Regions from separate parts of the Zea mays genome. Here region 2 is linked to region 1. The links are chromatin contacts, called in public Hi-C maps. All regions are on one chromosome and are shown on one strand. Each heading gives the region's core, a stretch centred on a gene start, on an enhancer-like site or on the middle of the called end of the contact. The rest is flanking DNA. Distances are from core to core; before and after follow the strand shown. Region 1 holds the start of LOC100280582. Region 2 holds the start of LOC100281596 (Putative E3 ubiquitin-protein ligase RING1).

What was found. Hi-C and Micro-C count contacts between places; a contact is called where the count stands out from the background.
Region 2: a Hi-C map of bundle sheath shows a contact between it and region 1, with 2.3 times the contacts expected there. The contact joins the promoter of LOC100281596 here to the promoter of LOC100280582 in region 1. A contact is called at or near these places in 8 of 25 Hi-C or Micro-C datasets (bundle sheath, ear, leaf and 1 more).

What each region holds. Positions count from the first base shown.
Region 1 is chr8:123,727,073-123,732,254 of Zm-B73-REFERENCE-NAM-5.0, forward strand. It overlaps LOC100280582, which reads right to left and starts at 3,929. Exons shown (of 1, transcript NM_001153501.2): 1 at 2,866-3,929. The coding sequence starts at 3,827. The coding sequence ends at 3,126.
Region 2 is chr8:123,876,011-123,880,945 of Zm-B73-REFERENCE-NAM-5.0, forward strand. LOC100281596 (Putative E3 ubiquitin-protein ligase RING1) reads left to right here and starts at 1,624. Exons shown (of 10, transcript NM_001154515.2): 1 at 1,624-1,946; 2 at 2,077-2,200; 3 at 3,961-4,019; 4 at 4,569-4,650; 5 at 4,793-4,913. The coding sequence starts at 1,763.

The DNA.
Region 1 (5,182 bases), core at 2,679-5,178:
ATGAAGAGAAAAGACGTGTTGTTAATTATCAATCGTCTATGAGCTGGATGTAGCACATATTCTAAAATAAAGTGGTGAGGGAATGATGTTAGGTGGACTCCAACGAGCCCCCCTCCCCGGCAGACTCCAACGGCGCCCCCTCAGTGGCCCTCTCACGGGGTGAGAAGAAAATCCCCATTGGAGAGGGAGCTTTAATCTACCTGTATCTACTAATTAATTATATTTAGTGTAAAAATAATCTTTTTGAGTTTAATTAATTGATAACAATGTGTATTATGGTAATATAAATATGTAGTATTTTTTAAAAACTCTAAAAACCGAGACATAAAAGTATATAGCATAGTTAAAGGATAAAGGGGGAGATGAATTGGGGAATGGTTGGAGAGGAGAAGAAATAGGGGAAGAATTGTTGAGGGAGAGGTATTTAAATATGAATAAAAAGTATAACGAAATTTAGGATGGGAATGATAGGAGATAACCTTATAGAGGTGGACCCAATAATAATTGTTTAATGTTCTTGCAACGATAAAATAGCCAATCTATTGTATGCAATGACTGCAAAGTTAGCTCTGAAGGACATATCAATAGCTTACTGTACTCCATTCATCCTAATATATAAGGTGTAGCCACATCTATTTTAAAGAACACAAAATATACATTTAATTTTCTTTATTCTATAACTAGTGAGCACGCCTTATATTATGTGATAAAATAAAAAGTTATTTACATTCTTTTCTAATCTAGACCTTGACACTGGTCAGTACCGTAAACAAAAAGTGTGCTGCAGTATTTCCGAGCTCTCCAACCAGGGGCAAAGCAAACTGATTGGGTAACTGCACATAAAGAGGCACATTTGCCTGCAGCCGCGGCAAAAACTTTTGACCGTCTGTCCGACTTTTCTTGGTCTTCTTGGGATCCGCGGCCCAGCTAAGTTTTAGGGCTAGGCCTGCGGGACCAGTGGGCACCACCAACTTTTGGCGCGCGGCTGGCTGCGCGTGATAATAAAGTGTTGCCGGCGTTAGCCGCCTAGCGTAGCCATATCCAACTCGAGCGAGTAGTCCCATGGGCCCCACGCCTCAGCAGGCCAGCTCGAGTGATCCGTATAGCTAGCACCCAGCACAACTCCACTTGCTCCTCCTTCAGATTCCCCTTTTTTATATAAAAAAAAAATCTCCTTCGGAGAGAACTGTAGCAGATTTGGTCACAGACTCACAGTGATTTTTTTAGTACTAAATAGACATGTATTTCTTCATGGCAGCAGCTGAATCTGATGTTCCGTGTGACGTTTGGGATGGTGGAGCAGCGGGTAGGTAGCTGCAGCGCAACGAAATCCCGGGAGCCTGCCCTGGCGTGTTCGGTTGGCTGCAAGCCGACACTGTTGCAGCTGTTTGGACTGCTGCAGCTGCAATCCATAAAGAGAAAAATACTGTAGAAGCCGCAGCCGCAGCCGGATTGCAGCCGCAGCAAGCCGCAGCGAACAAGCTGAAAGCTGTCGAGCCGGAAAAGCAATAGAAAAAAAGAAAGAAAAGAAGAGAACGCACAGACGAGGAAGCAGCCGCGGGTGGCGCCGTGCGCTGCGCGACGACCTTCCGATGGTGGCCGCGGGCCCCGCCCCGAGAGCGAGGGCGAAACGGCCGCCGCGCGAATCAGCGCCCCCCGATGCCGCCGCCCCCCCAGGCCCCAGCTCGCGCGCCTGTCCCTGTCCGGCGCGGACCACGCACGCCAGGACAGACAGGTCCTCCCCCCCTCCTCCCACCGCTTTACCCGCCCGCGCCCGCGTGCACGCACCACGGACGCCAGCCAATGGGCGACCGCCTCCCACGCGGGACGGGCAGGTACGATTTCGTATCCCCGCGCGCCGCGGGGCTGGTGCGTGCGTGCTTGCGTGGGCCGAGGCGCGCAGGGCGGATCCCGCTCCCGGCTCCCGCCCCTGGACGGCAGGCTGTGGCCGGCAGCGCCGCGCACCCGTGGGCCGTGGGGGCGTCGACCGCACGCTCACGTTACTCCCGAGATCACGAGCGGAAAGGGCAACCACGACCTGCCACTGCCACTGCCAGCCCAGCGCACGCACAGCACAGCACAGCACACAGGCAGGACGATCGCGCCGTACGCGCACACCGACGGACGGGGCGGCGAAAGATCCATCCGCCCCTGCTGCCCTGCCGGCTGCGGCCGCTTGGCTTTTTAAGAAGCTGGCCTTCCTGTTTTAAAAATTTTGGTAGTAAGAGCTGACAACAAAAAACTGGCCTGTTTGAATCTTATCCAGTTTCCAAAAACCAGAATGTTAAAACCTGAGAATACAAACAGGCTGGTCGATCGCCTGTGTTTACTCGCTCGTTATCCGCATGCGTCACCTTGGATCAGCGGCGACGCCAGCACCAGCAAAGCACATGTCTGATCCTTCTCCACGTAATTAACAAACAGCCTGGCCGGGAAAACGACTCGAGAAGGCACGTAGCACGCAAAATTATATTCTCTCCGTCGGCGCAGCGGCTGTAGCGTGGCGTGGGAGGTGAAACCGACAGCGATGCCGCCTCCGTCTCCTGCGCCACTGGTCGTGCCAACTACCCACAAGTTTTCAGAACTTGAGCGGTGCACTGCACATTGTTTTAGCGGCTGGATCTGCGGTGCTCTCGTCGTTCTGAAACGGACACGGTGAGTGTCTACGCCGGACGAGACGACCGGTCGACTCGCTTTGATGCGTCTTTAACCGACCAATAAAGGCGACGTTGCATGGATTGCAAGCAAGCCTTAAATGAAACTACGATGCTCGCCGTTCATTTTAAGAAAATCTCGCTTCAGTTTCTGAGAACGATAAATAAGTAGAGTTTTTCGTTGTGGGTTTTCTCGGCCGGCCGTTTCTCATGGCTATCAAAATACTAGTAGTGCATAATATAATATAGTAATCCGGTCCATAACAACGCCGGCAGGACCTGTCTTCGGTGACAATACAGCTTTCATCATAAACTAAAAAGGTCCCGGCGCAAAAACTATTTACAAAAATGCCCGTCGTCGACGTCGTCTGTCGGAGGAGAGCGTCTCTCAGCTTAGTAGTACCGAATTTTCCTCGAGAAAAAGGAGAAGAAAGAACTAAGAAGACAGACAGTCATTAAAAGCTTCGACGACTAGGCTTCCGCCTCCGTCGGCGGTGAGCAGTTCAGGTCGAGATCGAACGCGGCGGGCTTCCTCGCCGACACAGCGGCCGGTGGCGACGGCGACAGATCCACTACCGACGAACAGTCGGAGTCGCTCTGCGCCACGGTGACCGCCGGCGCCAGCTTGAGCACACGGCACCCTGCTTCCGCGGCTGCGGCTGCGGCCTGCCCGAAGAAGTAGTACGGGTGCGTAACGGGGATGCTGCCGAAAGGGAAGCGTACGGCGGCAGCGCCCGTGCCCGTGGCCGCGGCCGCCGCGCGGTGGAACAGGTCCAGCTCGAGCGACGGCGGGAGCGGCATGGCCTGCATGGGCGCCTGCGCGTCGCTGCTGAAGGACTCGACGGTGCTGCTGTTGCTGCTCCGGCAACCGGCTGCGGAGAGGGGCACGCACGAGGGGTAAGGGAAGTTGGTCTTGGCCTTGGCGCCGCGGTACTCGCGCGCGGCGGCGTCGTAGGCCCGCGCGGCGTCCTCGGCCGTGTCGTAGGTGCCGAGCCACACCCGGCTCTTCTTCGCCGGGTCGCGGATCTCCGCCGCGTACCGGCCCCACGGCCGCTTCCTCACGCCTCTGTAGTGCGGGCCGCCGGCCCCGCCGCCGCCGCCGACGCTGAGCGCGAGCCCCGTGGCAGCGGCCGCCGCCGGTGCCATGGTTTTCTCTGACGTTCTCGGCGCCATGGCCTCCTCTCCTTCGTTTCCTTTGTTTTGCGGAACAGCGGGAGGCGCGCGCGCGCGCGTGCGTGTGTTTGTATGTGTTGGGTGGCGTGGCGTCTGGGATTTGAGGTGGGAGAGGAGAGCGGAGGAGGGACTTATAGCGGTGGTGGAGGAGAGGAAGGGGGGGTTAAAAAGGGTGGCAATGGCGAGAGCGGGTGGTGGAGCGGCAACAAGGAATAAAACTCGGCGCAGTCACCAGTCAGGGACGAGCGCTTTGACTGTCCGGTGTCCGCGCAGGCAGCCGCCCCGCCCCTCGTCTTTACAAGACTGCCTTTTGTTTTTGTTTCCGCCGTGACGTGACCCCGGTGGAGCGGAAAATTGCTCGGACAAGGAGGGCTTCGATTCACAAAACTGCTTTGATAAAATAGAGTCCAGAAGAGCCAGATGGAATAATGAATAAGTAAAAAAAAAGGGTTTGAGCAAGGTGCCGGTGTGTAAAAAGACATGATCCCATAGTATTCCGTAAACAAAAGGCATCATAGCCGCCGCGGGTGCAGTGGGGCGGCACGTTACGGGAGCACGTCAGTCACGGACGGCGTGGGGCCCCCCCGGCGCAAGGACGCATCACGATCCGTGCGTCCCGAGCCGCTGTCTGCGCGGCACTCGCAGCCAGCCAGGCAACCAACCATCCTCGCCGCCCGCGTGCGCGCACAGGCACGTGGACCATCCGCCGAGGGCGAGGGACTGACTGGACCGACTGCAGTGCACGCCACCTCCCTCTCTCTTTCCGCGCATCGTCGGCGCGGGGCGGGCGTGACGTCCAATGGGGTCGGCTCAGGCAGCTGTGCGCAAGCCGATAAAGCCGCCCGCCGCACCGCTTAGCCCGTCCGTAGTGGTACAGGTACTACTGGTTACCACGTAAAGTGGCGCGGCGCCGGGCTGGACGTTAATAATAATAATAAAGTAAAACGCAACGCCGAGTGGAGTGGGACAGCCCGCCGTGACGACGGCACGTTAGACGGCAGCGGCCCGTTCGAGGCGAGGCCATCGTGGGGCCCGGGCCAAGTGTCGGCATCGGCCGGGCTCCGCGGTCGCTTGGCCGCCTGCCGACTGCCGCGCCTGGATCGCGTCGCCACCACCAACCGTTTCCTCCGCCCGCGCTCCCGCATTGAAAGCGGTGGAGGTGCGCGCGCGCGTGGACCGACAGCCACGCGCCGGTCGCGACGTGCGTTGCGTCCCGTGGGCATGACGGGTGGCGACGCGCCCTCGCCGCCCCCGGCTCCGCTCCGCTCCGCGCCACCACACCACACACGCCGGGCGAGGAGGACCACTGGGCCTTTTTCCTTTCCGTTCCATCCCGATCGACGCCGAGTACTACT
Region 2 (4,935 bases), core at 374-2,873, 150 kb after region 1:
TCAAATGTCTTCTCTAAACTCCTGGAGACCGACAAAAACAAAAAACTATGTTATACCTTTGCCTTCACTTGATCCACAACCAATGCTTATAAGTCTCCAAGATTTTCTGTTCTCTGTGGTCCAACCTGCATTCTTATTTCTCTAAGAACTGTTAATCCACAAATAGTTGTTATTAATTACCAAAACATCACTAAGGGGTCTAGATGATTCACACCAAGTCGGCTCTATAATGTTGCTGGGGGAGAATTGAGAACTATCCCTTGAAACGACCATTGAGGGCCGATTTGATAGGTCTAGACGTCTTGTCCCCAGCGGAGTCGTCAAAAGTATGTTGACACCTTTTTCGGGCGCCAATCACTCAACACGAACTGTGGTGGTGCTCTCTGCACAAGGGCGGACGGTCCGTGGCCAGGGGTCGGGCGGTCCGCGGCCTGGCGCAGGGCTAGGGTTTTCTGCCTGACGGCCGGACGGTCCGCGCGTGCGCAGGGGCGGCGGAAGTCGCCGGCGGCGCCTGGATCTCGCTCCCGGGAGGGACCCCGTCGGGGAGGAGAGATCCTAGGAGATGTCTAGGCTCGGCAGGCCAACCTAGACTCCTCTAATCGACGTAGAGTCGAAGAGAAGCGAATAATTTGGGGATTGGAAGACTAACCTAGAACTAGACTATAACTACTACTAAGAATAAATGTAAATTGTATTGATTGAGGGTTCGATTGATTGATTAAATCAGTTTCGGTTGTATTCCTCTGCTTTTATAGAGGAGGGGGGCTGGACCCGTTACCAACAAAATTTTGAGTTAATAATGTGATTCTTGCCAACAAACACAACAAAAAACTCGGAACCCTAATCTGTTCTTGCCAACAAATACAAATTTTCAAGTTTAAAATTGTTAGTTGTAATAAGAAAGACAAAATTATAGACGATTTTTTAATCTAAACTTGTCATGAATTTTAATTTTTTATTAGTTTTATGTAATGAAATTTTATATATAATTGAAGTAGAGTGGAAAAATGTATATTTTTGTGAACTTTGTTATTACATTGTTTGGTTCGGTGTCAATGAGGGATGGGACAATATCAATCCCTGGACTGATTCCGCCTCTTATTTTTTGAGGATGACCACATTCACCATTTTTTAAGAATATTATTTGACTCTGACTCTGGACCTCCAAACCAAACACGGGTAAAGTTAAAATGATCACATCTCATCACTCTTCCTCTTTCATCGTCGCTCCGTCCAAACGCTATTCTCTATACAACCTAAGGTGCATATACAAATTTGTTCCCCTGGATCAAAGGGCCGGCTCCCGTTGCATCTTGCATCCGACAGTTACGAGACTCGCACGGCCACGCCTGTACCGCGGCCGGGCGTCGCGCCTCCACCTGACCACCTCGCGTACTCAACAACGGCAAACGAGAAACAGAGAAGAAAAGGAGGCCCGAGAGCGCAGGGAGCGGCAGGAGGCAGGCAGCCAGCGAGTCGAGCCGAGCAGTCGCCGCACGCGGCCACGCGCATCGGCACCAACCCAAAGTTACACGACACAGGGGCAGGGGCAGCGCTGCACGGCCCGCACCGGGCACCCCCTTCCCCTGCCTCGCGTTCGCGTTCGCCTAGTCTCCTTCCTTTTCCTCTCGCTCTCCGCCTCCATCAGCTCGAGCCGCTTCCTTCCACCCACCACGCACCACCTGACCTCCCTTCCCTCATCGGCTCCTCCTCGTTCCCACTAGGCAGGAACGCCGCGCGCCGAGCCGAGCTAGCGGCCGGAATGCCCGCGCAGAAGCGCCCGCTCCCGTCGTCTGCCTCGCCCGGCTCCGACGCCGACGTCGAGGAAGCTCCTGGCGCCGACGCGGACGGCTGCGGCGGGGCCGACCAACGGTCGCCGAAGGTGACGCTGAACGGAGTGGAGGAGCGGGACGGCGGGCCGCTGCAGGCCAAGGACCAGCGCCACGGTACTACTGGGCTTTCAACGACGCGCGGCCCGCCGACTCGGGTCATCTTCTCGCGATGCGCGTACGCGTCGCGCGGTGCTGCGTCTCTAAGGGTGTCGCTGAGCGCGTGCTTCTCTGGTGGGCTTGGCAGATTCCGACGCTGACGACGAGGAGGAAGGAGACCGCGAAGGCGGCGGCGGCGGGGACGGGAGCGGGAGCGGAGGCGACGACGACTGCGACAGCCAGTCGTCGCAGAGTGACGGCGTGATGGACGAGTAAGTAAACCGTGGACTCCCCCCTCCCTCCCTTCTCCTCCGCTCTTCCCCGTCTCCTCCACCGCCGTCTGCTCTGCCGCCCGTAGCGATTTGGCGGTGTCCTGTCGTCACGTCCCCGTGCGCCAGCTCCCGTTCGGCCGGGTGACGGCAGAGGCTGTCGACGGGAGGTGCTCAGTCCACCCGCCAGCCCTGGCGGCCGCCGCTTTCGTCGTGGTGATGTCGGCTCGAGCGCTCCCTTCGCCTCCGAGGCGTGGGATCTTCGTAGTGTTGTGGACCCGCGAGCCCGCTCGGGTTCGTCCGTTCCTCGTGGCGTACTGGCGGCGGCAGGCCACCTTGAGTTGCTCTTGCTCTTGTTCGGTCGAGCCGGCTGTGCCTGTGCTGCTTCGTTGTGCGCGGCGGCGGAATCGCTCCCATCACCGCCAGGGCCTGGGATCTTAGCATGCATGCTTTCGTCATGTCGCACGGTTCCGGAGGCGCCGTGCTCGTGACGGCAAATGCCGGCGGGTGCATCCGAGGTGGATCGTCGCTTGCCCAAACTGTTCTGCCGGAGCCGCCAGCCACAGCCCACAGCTGAATGGGCCCTCTTGTTCATCGTGGTTCAGCTGCCCACTGGAACAGTTGCCTATTTTTCTTGCTCCTGAATCGTGTATGTCTACGGCGAACTATTTCCTGTATCCTTTTTGTCGCTGCTAGCCTGACCTCCAGGATCGCAATGGTCTTGGCGTCTTGGCATGCGTAGGCGACCTTGTGAGCCTCCTTGTGCACCCGTATTCTTTGTATACAACGGGGCTCGTGGAGATGCTGTTCTCTTAACATTAACATCTGGTTCTGGAGTGACATTCAAGGTCATTAATCCCATATATTATCTTCTTGGGGGGGGGGGGGGTTGCGAGGTATCTGTTCGTGTTTCCAGTTGTTCGTTGCAAGAGTTTCATTTTTTCAGTCATGGAGTGTGCTGTCAAGCTCCGAGTATCTGGTATCTTGTTCTACTGTTGCGACCCTGATTCCTGATCACCCATGACCGTGATAGTGCTTACCCTGTTAGTGCCTAACTCGGTTTGGTGCAGAAGCTTCTCTTGGTCTTTTGATATATAGTGTATGACCTCGCCATCAGCTGTTTTGATGTCTTCCCGTGCTTCCAAATTTTATAGACTGCATCTGATTTCTTACGTCTTTACTTATCATTTTTCCCATTATACGGTTTATACCCTGCATTTCTCTGTCCTGCATTTGGTAATTGATTACTTGTTAGAAGGTGCAAATCAGCTCCTCAATTGCTACAAGATCAATATTCAGTCTGGATAATTTTGTAGCATATTTCTGGTAGAAATCCTATTATTGTGGGTGGCTTTGGGACCCTATAGCTTCATTGAGTCCACCAATATGAGTTGGAAAGCTTAAGAGTTCTCTCTGGGGTCCAATTACTGTATAAGTGCTAATAGTATCAGTTTCCTGCCAAAAAAAAGGAAGGGCTACTAATTTCAAGCTCTTTTCATCTTGTTCTGTCATTCTCTTATGTCATGGTGAACATCACCTTCTCCATTTCATAGCTATATAATGATCTTGTGGTGGATTTTGTGTTCCATAGATTGTGGATACATGATTGATGTAAACATGAATAATAAAGGATTTATCCTCACTACGGTCAAAAGTTCCATACTGCTACCTGAATGTTTTTTTAATAAAAATGAATAATAAAGGATTTGTCCTCGCTACGGTCAAAAGATTCATACTGCTACCTGAATGTTTTCTTACTACAGGTTTACGCTTGTGAAATTAGTGGATGTTCGGAAGGAAGTGCAATGCCCTATATGCCTAGGTAATGATATCTTTGTCAACTTGCTTTTCATTTTCAGAGTTCCTCTTTATTTTGGACGGGTTCTCTTCTGATAACTTAACTTTCAATTGTAGTTAGATGTTACTGTTTTTTTTTTCTCGAACGCGCAGGAGAACTGCACATCTTATATAAAAGAGAGGAAGAAAAGCCATACAAAAGAGGCTATCTTGCTGAGCAAGTTCCCCAAGGATCCTTACTGTTATTAGATGTCAGGTTATTATTAATATTTGCTACAAAATAGGAAACCAGCAAATTCCATAGAATACATGTGTGCAAGTATGTTAGTTGTTGTTATCTTCCAAAAAATAAGCAGATGTACATGAATTATGTATCTTTTTCTTTTAACTCTCAGAAAAGCCTGAAAGTCAAACTCGTCACATTTATAATCTTTTTCTTTATGTGCTCCTAGTACTAGTTGGTTTACAATAGAAGCTAGGTTCTGTAAGTTTTTCATTTGTAAAACTGTAAGTAGCATTACGTGCAAAATGTGCGTGCCTGACCATCTGTCTCTGTTATGATCCTATTTTGCAGGAATTATTCGGAAGACAAGGACAGTCATGGAGTGTTTGCACCGGTTTTGCAGGGACTGCATAGATAAATCGATGCGGCTTGGGTATGGTGCCATATGTTATTTCTCTAATATGCCTTGTGCCATTGTCATTTATTAAAAAATGGAGTCCTAACATGGTTGCAGTGTCAAACCCTAAAATACACTTCAATTCTATTATAATTTAAGTTCTGCTGTCTGTTTTCAGAAATAACGAATGCCCAGCGTGCCGCACTCATTGTGCTAGTAGACGTTCCTTGAGGGATGATCCTAACTACGATGCTTTGATTCTAGCTTTATATCCAGATATTGATAAGTATGAGGAAGAGGTGATGTATAAGCTCTTCAGAA